Regions from separate parts of the Zea mays genome. Here all the other regions are linked to region 1. Evidence: chromatin contacts called from public Hi-C data. All regions are on one chromosome and are shown on one strand. The core of a region is the stretch at or near the end of the contact, and the rest is flanking DNA. Distances in the headings are between cores, read along the strand shown. Region 1 holds the start of LOC100273545 (Protein SMAX1-LIKE 3). Region 2 holds the start of LOC100282844. Region 3 holds the start of LOC100272272.

Region 1 (3,571 bases), core at 428-2,927:
AAATAGAGATGAAGACTAGAAATAGAGAGAGATATTGAGAAACGAAGAAATATATTAAGAGAAGAGAAATGGATATTGAAAAATGAGAACCACATCTATTTTGAAATTTTAAATGTTGTAATGTCGAATATTTTGATACCGAGAGTAGTGACAACTACTCCCTCTGTCCAAAAAGTGCACATATCACTTATCGAGAAGTTATTTTTTCTTTTAAAAAAATTGACTAAATATACAAAACAACACTAACACTTGTGAGATTTAATAATTGTAATTACATTGTGTTGAAACGTACTTTTATAAAAAAACTTAATTGAAAACACAAAATATTGATAATATTTTTGTATCATTACTCAAATTTAAAAGAAATATGATATTTCGATAAATATATGTTTTTTGAGACCAATAAAGTATTGCATACTATTGGAGGTCCTTCCTCCAAAGGTCCTCAAAATATTTATCCAATAACGGTTTTTTATCTTATTTCACGTGTTGCAGAACTAATGCCGAAGATGGCTATGAGGCGGAGCTGTTAATGTCCATATTTCCGAAGAAGAAAGCTTCAAGCAGATAGCTCATCTTCATAAATGAGGTAACACTTCAAAGAAGTGATTGGTTAAGGACAAAGGTCCAAATATCTTAACTTGCGTTGCCTTGTTTGTGATGCCATATAGCAATTATAAATAAGATGACAGCACATACGTTTGCTCCTAGATCTCTCGGCAATTTAAAAAGGTGAAACAGTTTACCAACAAGCTAAGCAGTGCAAGGAGCAAATGGTTGCTCTGCGGCAAGCATCCCATCGCACATGCCACATATTCGTCCTCTTCCTGCACCAAGGTCGGCCATATTTGGCAAACAGGCACACAAAAAAGTTTGCTCGGCACGCAAGATCGATGAATGCACAAAAAGTCACAAGCTCATTCGCCTTCCGCGCCAATGATTAATATAGCCGCATAGATCAGAGACCCAAGATCTTTCCACTGCATGTTCTGAATCTAATGAGGATCAGTGATCAGTCTGCATTGCTCACTTTGATGCATATGCAGTATCGAAATAATCAGGGCTAACAAGGTTCTTCAGCATTTTTAGTTTCCTTCTTTAGAGGCTGTGTGGTGCAGGTTTGTCAGCTGATGAGTTGATGGCACAAATGCATGAGCACATGAAACAAACAAACAAACAAACGATCTAGTTACGGATACTGTGCAGTTAGCTTGTAGGAGTACCACTAGAGACTAGAGTCCTAGTACTAGGCGCTGCTACCTGAAAATGAGCAGCGATACAGTGTTGTAGACAGAGACAGGTGAGAGGAGAAGAGGGCCGGCGAGCCATGGATGGAGCGAAAGAAAGCTGATCAGGTCGCTTTGTATCTGCTTTGTCAGCACATGCCATGCCCACTTTTTCACACCACAAAATCCACTTTGGTCTAAAGAGAAAAAAAAACCCATCTAAAAAGAAAAATAAAAACAACTGAGCCCTCCCCAGCAAGAAAAGCACAAACCCAAAGAACAACAACAACAAATAAAACCATCCAGACTTGACCTCCATCAGCAGCATTCCGTAGCAGCTAGCTGCCTAGCTAGCAGGAGTCAGGAGCTGCACCTGCACAAAGATAAACACAGGCAGCACAAAACCAGGCTACTCGCATATAAAGCAGGAGCAGGCGAGCAGCAGTTGCTCAGACAGGCCCACTACCATTCAGCGAGAGCGAGAGAGACCACCCATCGTCTCATCGTCTTCGCCTTCGCTTAATCGGATTTATTAGGGATCATCATCAGGGATGAGAGCCGGGGGCTGCACGGTGCAGCAGGCGCTGTCGCCGGAGGCCGCGGTGGTGGTGAAGCAGGCCGTGAGCCTGGCGCGGCGCCGCGGGAACGCGCAGGTGACGCCGCTGCACGTGGCCAGCGCCATGCTGCAGCAGCAGGCGCCGACGGGGCTGCTGCGCGCCGCGTGCCTGCAGTCGCACTCGCACCCGCTGCAGTGCAAGGCCCTGGAGCTCTGCTTCAACGTCGCGCTCAACCGCCTGCCGGCCTCGGCCTCGCCGCTCCTCGGCGGCCACGGCCACGTCTACTACCCGCCGTCGCTCTCCAACGCGCTCGTCGCCGCATTCAAGCGCGCGCAGGCGCACCAGCGCCGGGGCTCCGTCGACACGCAGCAGCAGCAGCAGCCGCCCGTGCTCGCCGTCAAGATCGAGCTGGAGCAGCTCGTCATCTCCATCCTCGATGACCCCAGCATCAGCCGCGTCATGCGCGAGGCCGGCTTCTCCAGCACCCATGTCAAGGCCAACGTCGAGCAGGCAGTCTCTTCCATCGAGGCAAACAACTCGGCCTCCGCCGCCGCAACCAAAAACCCTAACCCTAGCGCATCTCCACCCGAAGAGACCAAGCCTGCAGGCAAGCTGCTGCTACCCCTCGATCAAGCGCGCGACGAGGACGTCGCCGTCGTCCTGGACTGCCTGGCGTCCCGAAGCAAGAAGCGCGTCATGGTCGTCGCCGAGTGCGCGGCCTCGGCCGAGGCGCCGGTGCTGGCGGCGGTCGAGAGGATCAAGCGCGGCGAGGCCCTGCGCGGCGCGCAGGTGGTCAGCGTCAGCGTGTCCAGGTTCCGCGACCTGCCGAGGGACGAGGCGGAGAGGGTGCTCGTGGAGCTCCGGTGCGCGGTGAAGGCGGGCGGCAGGGCGGGCGGCGTGGTGCTGGTCGTGGAGGACCTCGGGTGGGCGGCCGAGTTCTGGGCCGGGCGCGGAGAGTCCGGGAGGGCCAGGTGGCCGTCTGCCTGCTGCTACTACTGCGCCGTCGAGCACGCCGTCGCCGAGGTGCGCGCCCTGGCGTGCCGCGGCGGCGACGGCGTCTGGCTCGTTGGATACGGGTCGTACCAGAGCTACATGAGGTGCAGGGCCGGGCAGCCCTCGCTGGAGACTCTCTGGGGCCTCCAGACGCTCGCCGTCCCCGCTGGCAGCCTCGCCTTCAGCCTCAACTTCGTCGGCGACAGGTAACCATTCATAAGAATCATAATTAATCGAACACTCAGTAACTTGTTATTTGTATCAATATCACTGCCGACCATTTCTTCATTTTCGCATGTCCCATCTCAATTTGATTCAAATTTGAGACAATGCGTGGCAAACAATAGTCTCGATTGATCATGGATTCATGGGGTACGTGACTGACGAAAATACTTAACTATTTAACTTATCACTTTGGGTTCTCCGTCTGGCAGTGCAACTGCAATGACAATCAATCACCAGTCGATCAGCTGCAAGATGGCAAAGTGCGACGACGACAGAAGTGGGAACGGGTCGGCGGCGCCACGTTGCCTGTCGCTTTTGGACGCCGGCGGTTCCGGCCGCTTGACGGCCGTTTCGAGCTTCTGCGCCGCCGACTGCTCCGCAACCAAGTGCGACGCGACGGTGAAGTCGAGTATCCCCCCTTGGCTTCAGCATTGCCGGGATCATCAGGTGCGTGCACGTCTAACGAACCTAGTCTACTAGGTTAGGCTACCATTAAAAAGTTTACGTGATGGGACGATATACTTAGTAGCTGCTATACATGCATAATACCCGCATGCAGGAGCCTTCCCG
Region 2 (3,881 bases), core at 1,039-3,538, 160 kb after region 1:
CCTTACAGACCCGAAAAATAGCAAACATCCACCATAAACATTCTCCAAAAAAGAAATACATAAGCGACACAAGCTCCTTCTAATCTGACATTAGACTTCCATCTATGTCTTACAAAGATCTCTATAGCCACTATCTCTAAAAATCGACATACCACGAGAACCTCTTGTCGGGTTTGGTCTTTATGCAACAATATTGACAGAATGTTACTCTCAAAAGGACCTGCATAATTGATGTACGATCTCTAGCTATTGAACGATGTGACGCGTCGCCTAATGCCACTTTTAACTCTACGTATCGTACGTGTGCATGTACAGGAACGTACTAGTTGAATTTGGTGCTAGCCCTGGAGCGTCGTCCATAGGGATGGCAACGGGTCGGGTTGTGTTCGGGTATAATAATACCCGACCCGATATCATACCCGCCCCTTATACAAATATCCATACCCACCAAGCCAATCGGGTAAAAAAATGGACCCGTACCCGTGCCCACCGGGTACCCGTCGGGTATCGGGTATCCGGTGGATATGCTGCTGTAAAATATAAATCTACATGTAAATTAATGAGCAACACAATTTATGACAGATAAGATTTAATGAACAACATCACAATATGTGAAATTGATAAGCAAAGCAACATCACCAATTTACAAATCATAGTACAGTTGCTCATTGGCTGGTTAGCTAGCCGGTTAGGAGAATAGGAATTAGGACTACAAGTACCAGGCTAGCAGCAGCCAACAGGGACACGGGCCACACTACGCTTGGGTTGGGCGCTTCCGTTCTTGGTGGCCTTTGGGCCATTTTGCTTTGGTTCATGGGCCGAAAACACAACATATGAAATTGTGAATTAATATTTCGGGTATCCAGTGGATATCCATGGGTAAACTATACTATCCGTACCCTACTCGACTTATTTCGGGTACCCGACCCGACAGGATCCACGGGTGAATTTTTCAACTCGTATCCATATCCATCGGGTACGAAACCCGTGGGTATCCATACCCACGGATCCAATTGCCATCCCTAGTCGTATACTAAGCAGAACAATGCCGCTTGTTCTGTAGTCACTATCTATCTATGTATCTATCTATCTATTATTGGAGACATGGACAGAAACAATCATCAGTATAACATTGACATCATCCTGTTAGTAAAAACCATAGTGCCGTTCCTAGCTAGTAATGCAATGCGTAGCTGCGTTTGGTTGTAAAAACATTTGAGGATAATAAAAGGACGAAATCAAATAATTAATACACGTCATGGTACAACTGAGTTGAAGTTTCTGGACAGCCATCTGGCGAAAGCAAATAATTTATTCCCCCGGCCCACAAGAGAATGAGAATTGACAACGAGACATGAACAAAATTAAAAGAACCCAGTTAACGGCGGCCGGCGCACCCAGAGATGAAATTTGAGTAGCACGCAACAATACGTAGGGGGCAGGACAGGGAGGGCACTTGTTTGGTCACAAACTCACACCTCGACGCTGCATCCTGTGGGCTGGGCGAACTTGAGCGACGTCACGGTGTTGTTGACGCCGGGGTAGCCCGCGGAGAGCACGGCGGGGCAGCTGACGAAGAGGTGGTAGCTGCCGGAGACCCAGCTGCCGACCTTCCACTTGACGCGGCCGTCCACCTTGACCTGCAGCGCGACGAAGCCCGCGGCGACGTCCTGCTTCATGGCGTCGGCGACGTAGGCGGCAACGGGCACGGACTCGGCCGACAGCACGGGGGACCAGACGGTGAAGTCGCGGTGGCCCTGGTACTGCGGCGGCAGAGACACGGGCACCGTCACGGCCTCGTCGCGGTAGGTGACGAACACGTCCAGGCGCTTGTAGAAGATGCCCACGCGGTCGTTGGGGTTGCGGGAGGCCAGCGTCACCTGCGCCGACGCCGTCAGCGACGGGTCGCCCAGCGAGATGGGCCTGCGCAGCTGCAGGTCCTGCAGGTAGAAGGACGGCTTCGAGGGGCGCAGCGCCAGGTACACCACCAGCGAGACGAAGGCCACGATGAGGACCAGCGCCAGGAGGCACGACGCCATGCACCCGCAGCAACGCCGCAGGTGGTGCTCGTGCTTGTGGTGCTTGTCCTTGCTCATGGCTGACGAGTGACGACGACGACGACGACCTCGGCTACCCTGCTCTGCAGCTCACCGCTCTGCTCTGCTATCCGCGGTGCTGTGGCGGCCGGCCTGTGGGTGTGAGCCTGTGAGGTGTGAGCAGATGAGCTGAGCTGGCTTTCGTTTTGAGTGAGTGAGTGAGGAGTGATGAGTGGGTTGGTGACTGAGCCGTGCGGTCTAGGAAAGCGTAATGGCTTTTTTTAAAAAAAAAACTGTAGTGGCACACCAAGCGGGCTACCCCTACACTACACTACACTACACAACACAAAACACAGCGCATGCATGTGCCACTCAAAAGGGTTCCCTTCCCTTGCTAGCACAGCACGATTGGTTAACCCTCGCGGCAGGGTTGAGCCTGAGTAGAGCAGACAAGCAGAGAGCGGCGGCCGGAAAGCAACGTCCCAACCGAAGAAGATTCCTCCATCTGCTAATCCGGCACATAATTCATCCAGTACTGGGCCACCGGGTCAGCCACGGGGACGTCGGGTTGTGCGTGTGCATGTGCGCTTTGAGATTCGTGTCCACCTTTCACCTTTGCTTGAGTGCGACGCCGGGAAGTACACACGTCATAGCTTGAGATTCACTCAGCCACGCTTACATTTTAAACCCACAGGAATAATGGTGGCCGACGCGACGGTTGCCCGTTCGACCCTCCAATCTTGGTTACCTATATCCGTTTTTATTTTATAAAAAATCTGGGTCTACCTTCTTCTCATTCTCATTGACCACTACTCCTGCTCACTACTACATATTTTATCTATACAGACGGCTAGGATGTAGAAAAGGACCTAATTTAGTTCTGATAATTAAGTACCAACCATACGGACTAATGCTTTTTTTATTGAGTATGCATAGAGGTTTTTGTTTTAGTTGCTTAGTTAATTGGCTCTTTAAATAGATGTTTTGCAGGCTCTTTTGAGTTCTTTACTTTCTTTAGCAACCTTTTGCTGATATTGTTGCATACATAGAGCTCAAGCGACCGCTCCAACTCGCCTGCTAGCTTCGTGATCTCACTTGTGTGAGATTGCGAGTGATCTAGCGTATTGCAAAAAAAACGAGAGATTGTGTGTTACCTATCTGGTAGCACTAGGCAATCTTTATGACTCATTATTTATTTTTTTTTGAATATCACCGGGGGATAGGATCCCCACCTGAATTGCATTGCTTATTGCGGCCAAATCGCCTATTGATAGTACAGCAAGGGGATATGGATTACATAGATTACATCGAAATGGTAACGCTACGTTACATGCAAAACACGACACCAGGCAGCCACGATCTAGTGGTCCTCATGTCGCAGCCTGGACCTCCAAAAACCGGCTTCAGAGCGGCACAACAGCATGGTAGCCGCAAGTGGGGATCTTTCCCCACGGAACACCACAGCATTTCTGCGCTTCCAAAGCTGCCAGCAACAGAGGAGAATAAACATGTTGTAGTGTTTCGCAGGGATAGCGGACGGCCGAAGCAGGCTCAGCAGAACGTTGCTGCAGTCTGAGGCAATCGTAATTCCCAGAGCACCCCAGAAACTGGAAGCGAAGCCGCAGTGGAGGAAGATGTGCGCTGTGTCTTCAGGGGCTCGACCATAGACCTCACACATAGTATCTTGGACAATTTGTTTCCTGGCCAGGTTAACGCGGCACTGGATGCGACCGTTGTTGACAAGCCAACCAAAGAAACAGACCCGAGGGGGGGCCTGGTTGCGCCAAACAAAAACAGCCTCAGCACTGCGCATCCCCTCGCCACAGCGCATGACACGGTAGAGGC
Region 3 (3,504 bases), core at 974-3,473, 200 kb after region 1:
CTGGTTGAACCTTGAACGTGATAGCTATGCTAGTGTGTTGCGTACACGTTTCTCTACACTATGAAAATTTAGGAATGCTTGGGTGTCTAAGGGTCTTTCTCCAAATATTCAAAGCCTTATATAAAAGAGTGCTCTTGAATGCAGTTCTTGGTGCATGGCAGGGACCTCTAACCTCTAGGACCTACCCCTGAGTCCAAGGCCACATAACCTTAGTTTATAGTTGGGTTGGTTGTGTCCTATTTTCAATGGTGCGTGCCTTTGTAGTTAGCGTGGTTTGTGTGGCGTGGGTTTGGGTGGGGCTGTTCTCGCATCATTCTTGTATTCCTTTTCCTTAAAGAAATGGCACACAACTCTCCTGTAGTTTGAGGGAAAAAATCCCTCCATCCCAAATTATGCCGTTCTCGCTTTTTGAGATACATAGTAAAAGCTATGTATATAGACAAAAGTATATATCTAGATGCATAACAAAATCTATATGTACCTAGAGAAGCTACAACGGCTTATAGTTTGGAATTAAGGGACTAGTAAATATCTTTCCGGTATAATGATGTTTAGGCTCCCTTTTAATTGTACAGAGCCTATGTAATGTATGCATCTTGGAAAAAATAAGAATTCTAATTGACACATAACATAGACTTTGACTGTTGGACAATCTGGGGGAGTAGTATTATAAAACTCAAGGAAATTGTTGCTTTCACAATATTCAACCAATCAGGGTTTACGAACTAACTTTTCAACACACCACATACCCACATGGTTTGGACTACTTATGCTGCCAAGATCATATGACAATAAATTCTATCTGGCATTGCTACTGATGGTGACATAAGTTAGTGTCAGGCAACGACTATTGTACAGTTATATTTTAAATGCAAGCGTGCATGTGAGACTCATGGTCCGTTAGAATGTTAGATCGTGACCTAACCACATATCACATTTAACACTTAAACCCATCCACCATCAGCTCGCGTAGATTTATAAAAGACCTCTAACAAACCATAGTTATATCTACGGTGGGATAATGATCTAACGGACCAAGAGGTTCATTACACACTTGCACCTAAGACCTGATTGCATAGTAGCTGTTGTCGTTAGTGTTACTCAATTAGAAGCGCCATCAGTTAATTTAATTTCTGCAAAGCAGTAGAGTGTCGTGTTCCATTTCTGTTGGCGAGAGCCAAAGTTCACATCTGCACTTGATAATTTATATCTTTCTAGCATTTTCACTAAAAAACTCCAGTTTAGTAAAAGCAGCAATGTACCGCTACTTTACCAGAGAATATTCGAAGGAAGTATTTTAGATATTTCACTCACAAATGTAAGTGTACCTTTTAAATGACTTGTCTTGATCAGGGTGGCCAAAAGCATCACAGGTATCAGCAGTTCCATTGGCCACATTACCATTCATACCGCTGGAGGCATCGATGCTCAAGTACTGCAAGGGGTTGCTGGGTACATTCTCAAGCACAGCATTTACCATGGAACTCTCTGAAGTTGTCAGCCTACTCTTCTGTCTTGGTGAATTCGGACCATAAACACAGCTAGCCTCGACCACAGAACCGCTTTCACCACCTTCGCCAGCATCCAACAAGTCATCAGCTTCACCACCAGAGATTTGATTGCCTTCCTCAATTCGACAAATTGGGCTTTCAAATGTTGACAGAGCATCCAAGATGGCATCAGAATCGCTACAGGCCCTTCTGAGAGGAGGAAGCTTGGGAGCTTTCCCGGAATCTGCAAGGAGATCATCGAGCCAGCACGGTGGCTCACTAAAGAACGTATCCCCAGATGGAAACCTGCAGCTCTGCGTGAACATGCTGTCATCCCTTCGAGTGATCTGAGGACCCAGGGGTGGGCAGCGGGGTGGGAGGTGTGGCGACCGAGACATGGCGAGAAAAAGCCCTCGTATCTTTGATGGCCTTCCTCTTTTGGTTCTGCTAAGTAACTAGAGCCAATCGAGCATCCCTTGCGTTGTTCCTTTCATATGGAAAAACAGCAGCTTTGGGTCAGATCCGAATGTAAAATAGCCTGCATTAGGGTTTGGGAAGGGTTTGGTGTGCTCGATTTCGCACAGCAGGAAGAGGAGTTGCTGGCATACCTGGTGGATGCTTGTTTCCAGCCAAAGGGCCGACGAAGACCTGGCGAAGGTCGACGCGGGTGCCCAGTCGGCGCCGCCAAAAGTGAGGGGTGTGAGTAGTGAGGGAGGAGAAAGGAAAGGGAGGCGTGATTCGGGTGAACGCAATCGTCGAGGACGCGGTTGATCAACGCAAATGGGCCTTGCGGCCTTGAAGCTGGCGGCGGAACGAAATGGGCCTTGCGTTGCAGTCCTGGGCTCCTGGCTCATGGGCAACGGCCTTGCGTTGCCAACCCCCGGACGGTCCCCGCTCACTTCCCGACCGCACGTATGCCCACGTCACCGTAGCACCGTTCCACCCCACCACAAAGCTGGATTCCACATCTGCCCTGCGGATCCAATTCTCCAATCACTCTCACTGCCATGCCGACCCCACAGCAAGAGCCAGCCACGGATTGACGGATGGGATACCTCCAAGTCGGAACGCGGCTTCCTTCCTCCGGCGGTCCGGCCCGAATCAACGCGTGGCGTCGGAGCTCCGTGGCGTCGTCGTCCTCTCCCCTCTCTTTCCCAACACCTCGCGTGTTGTCTAGCACTCTAGCTGCTTCTCTCGGTTCTCGCGACTCCCAAACGGCAAAACGCCAAAACCCTAGCCGCGGCCATTCCGGAATTGGCCATGGAGGCGAGGGCGTCGCCGCGTCCGTCGGTCTCCATCGGTGGCGGCGGCGGCTTCGGAGCTGGGCGGGGTGACGACAGCGCCTTCTCGTTTCTCTCAAAGGGGTGGCGCGAGGTGCGGGATTCCGCCACCGCCGACCTGCGCCTCATGCGTGCGAGGGCTGATTCCCTCCGCACGCTCGCGGACCGCGAGCTCGAGCACATCCTCGCGTCCGCCTCCACTGCGCTGACCTCCGCGCCGCCGCCGCCGCTCGCCGCGGGGGCGCCCATAGCCGAGCTCGAGTTCGTGCGCACACGGATCCAGCCCAAGATCTCCGAACTGCGGCGCCGGTACGTGTCGCAGGAGCGGGAGCTCGGCCGCAGGGTGCTCGAGGGGTGGGCGCCGCGCGGGGCGGGGAAACCCGCGCGCGCACGTGTTGACCTCTCTGGGATCACCGCCATCCGCAACGCCATCGTCTCTGAAGTGGATGGCGGGGAGCGCTGGAGGCGCGTGGTGTGGAACGGGGAGGCGGAAGAGGGGAAAGAATGGGAGGTGCTCAGGATGATACGGGACGGCATCAAAGAGTTCGAGCGCCGGAGCCAGACCAAGGAGATTTTTGAGGGATTGCGCAGTACCGGCGAGCTCGTCGAGAAATTCAAGTCCAGCCTGGTAATTTTGCACAGCCATCTCGCAGATTATTCTAATTAATTGACCAATGTTGCTGCCCTGCTTTGATTTGGTGGATTGCCTTGGGAATTTTGTAGAATTTGTTTTT

Evidence for each region. Hi-C and Micro-C count contacts between places; a contact is called where the count stands out from the background.
Region 2: a Hi-C map of tassel shows a contact between it and region 1, with 1.7 times the contacts expected there. The contact joins the promoter of LOC100282844 here to the promoter of LOC100273545 in region 1. A contact is called at or near these places in 2 of 25 Hi-C or Micro-C datasets (ear and tassel).
Region 3: a contact with region 1 is called in a Hi-C map of ear, with 2.1 times the contacts expected there. The contact joins the promoter of LOC100272272 here to the promoter of LOC100273545 in region 1. A contact is called at or near these places in 2 of 25 Hi-C or Micro-C datasets (ear and tassel).

The regions. Positions count from the first base shown.
Region 1 is chr5:173,206,286-173,209,856 of Zm-B73-REFERENCE-NAM-5.0, forward strand. LOC100273545 (Protein SMAX1-LIKE 3) reads left to right here and starts at 1,678. Exons shown (of 3, transcript NM_001360277.1): 1 at 1,678-2,982; 2 at 3,211-3,448; 3 at 3,561-3,571. The coding sequence starts at 1,778.
Region 2 is chr5:173,361,045-173,364,925 of Zm-B73-REFERENCE-NAM-5.0, forward strand. LOC100282844 reads right to left here and starts at 2,289. Exons shown (of 1, transcript NM_001156135.2): 1 at 1,203-2,289. The coding sequence starts at 2,096. The coding sequence ends at 1,473.
Region 3 is chr5:173,404,787-173,408,290 of Zm-B73-REFERENCE-NAM-5.0, forward strand. It overlaps LOC100272272, which reads right to left and starts at 2,224. Exons shown (of 5, transcript NM_001146760.1): 1 at 2,099-2,224; 2 at 1,329-1,977. The coding sequence starts at 1,888. LOC100286172 (digalactosyldiacylglycerol synthase 1) reads left to right here and starts at 2,657. Exons shown (of 7, transcript NM_001159060.1): 1 at 2,657-3,398. The coding sequence starts at 2,751.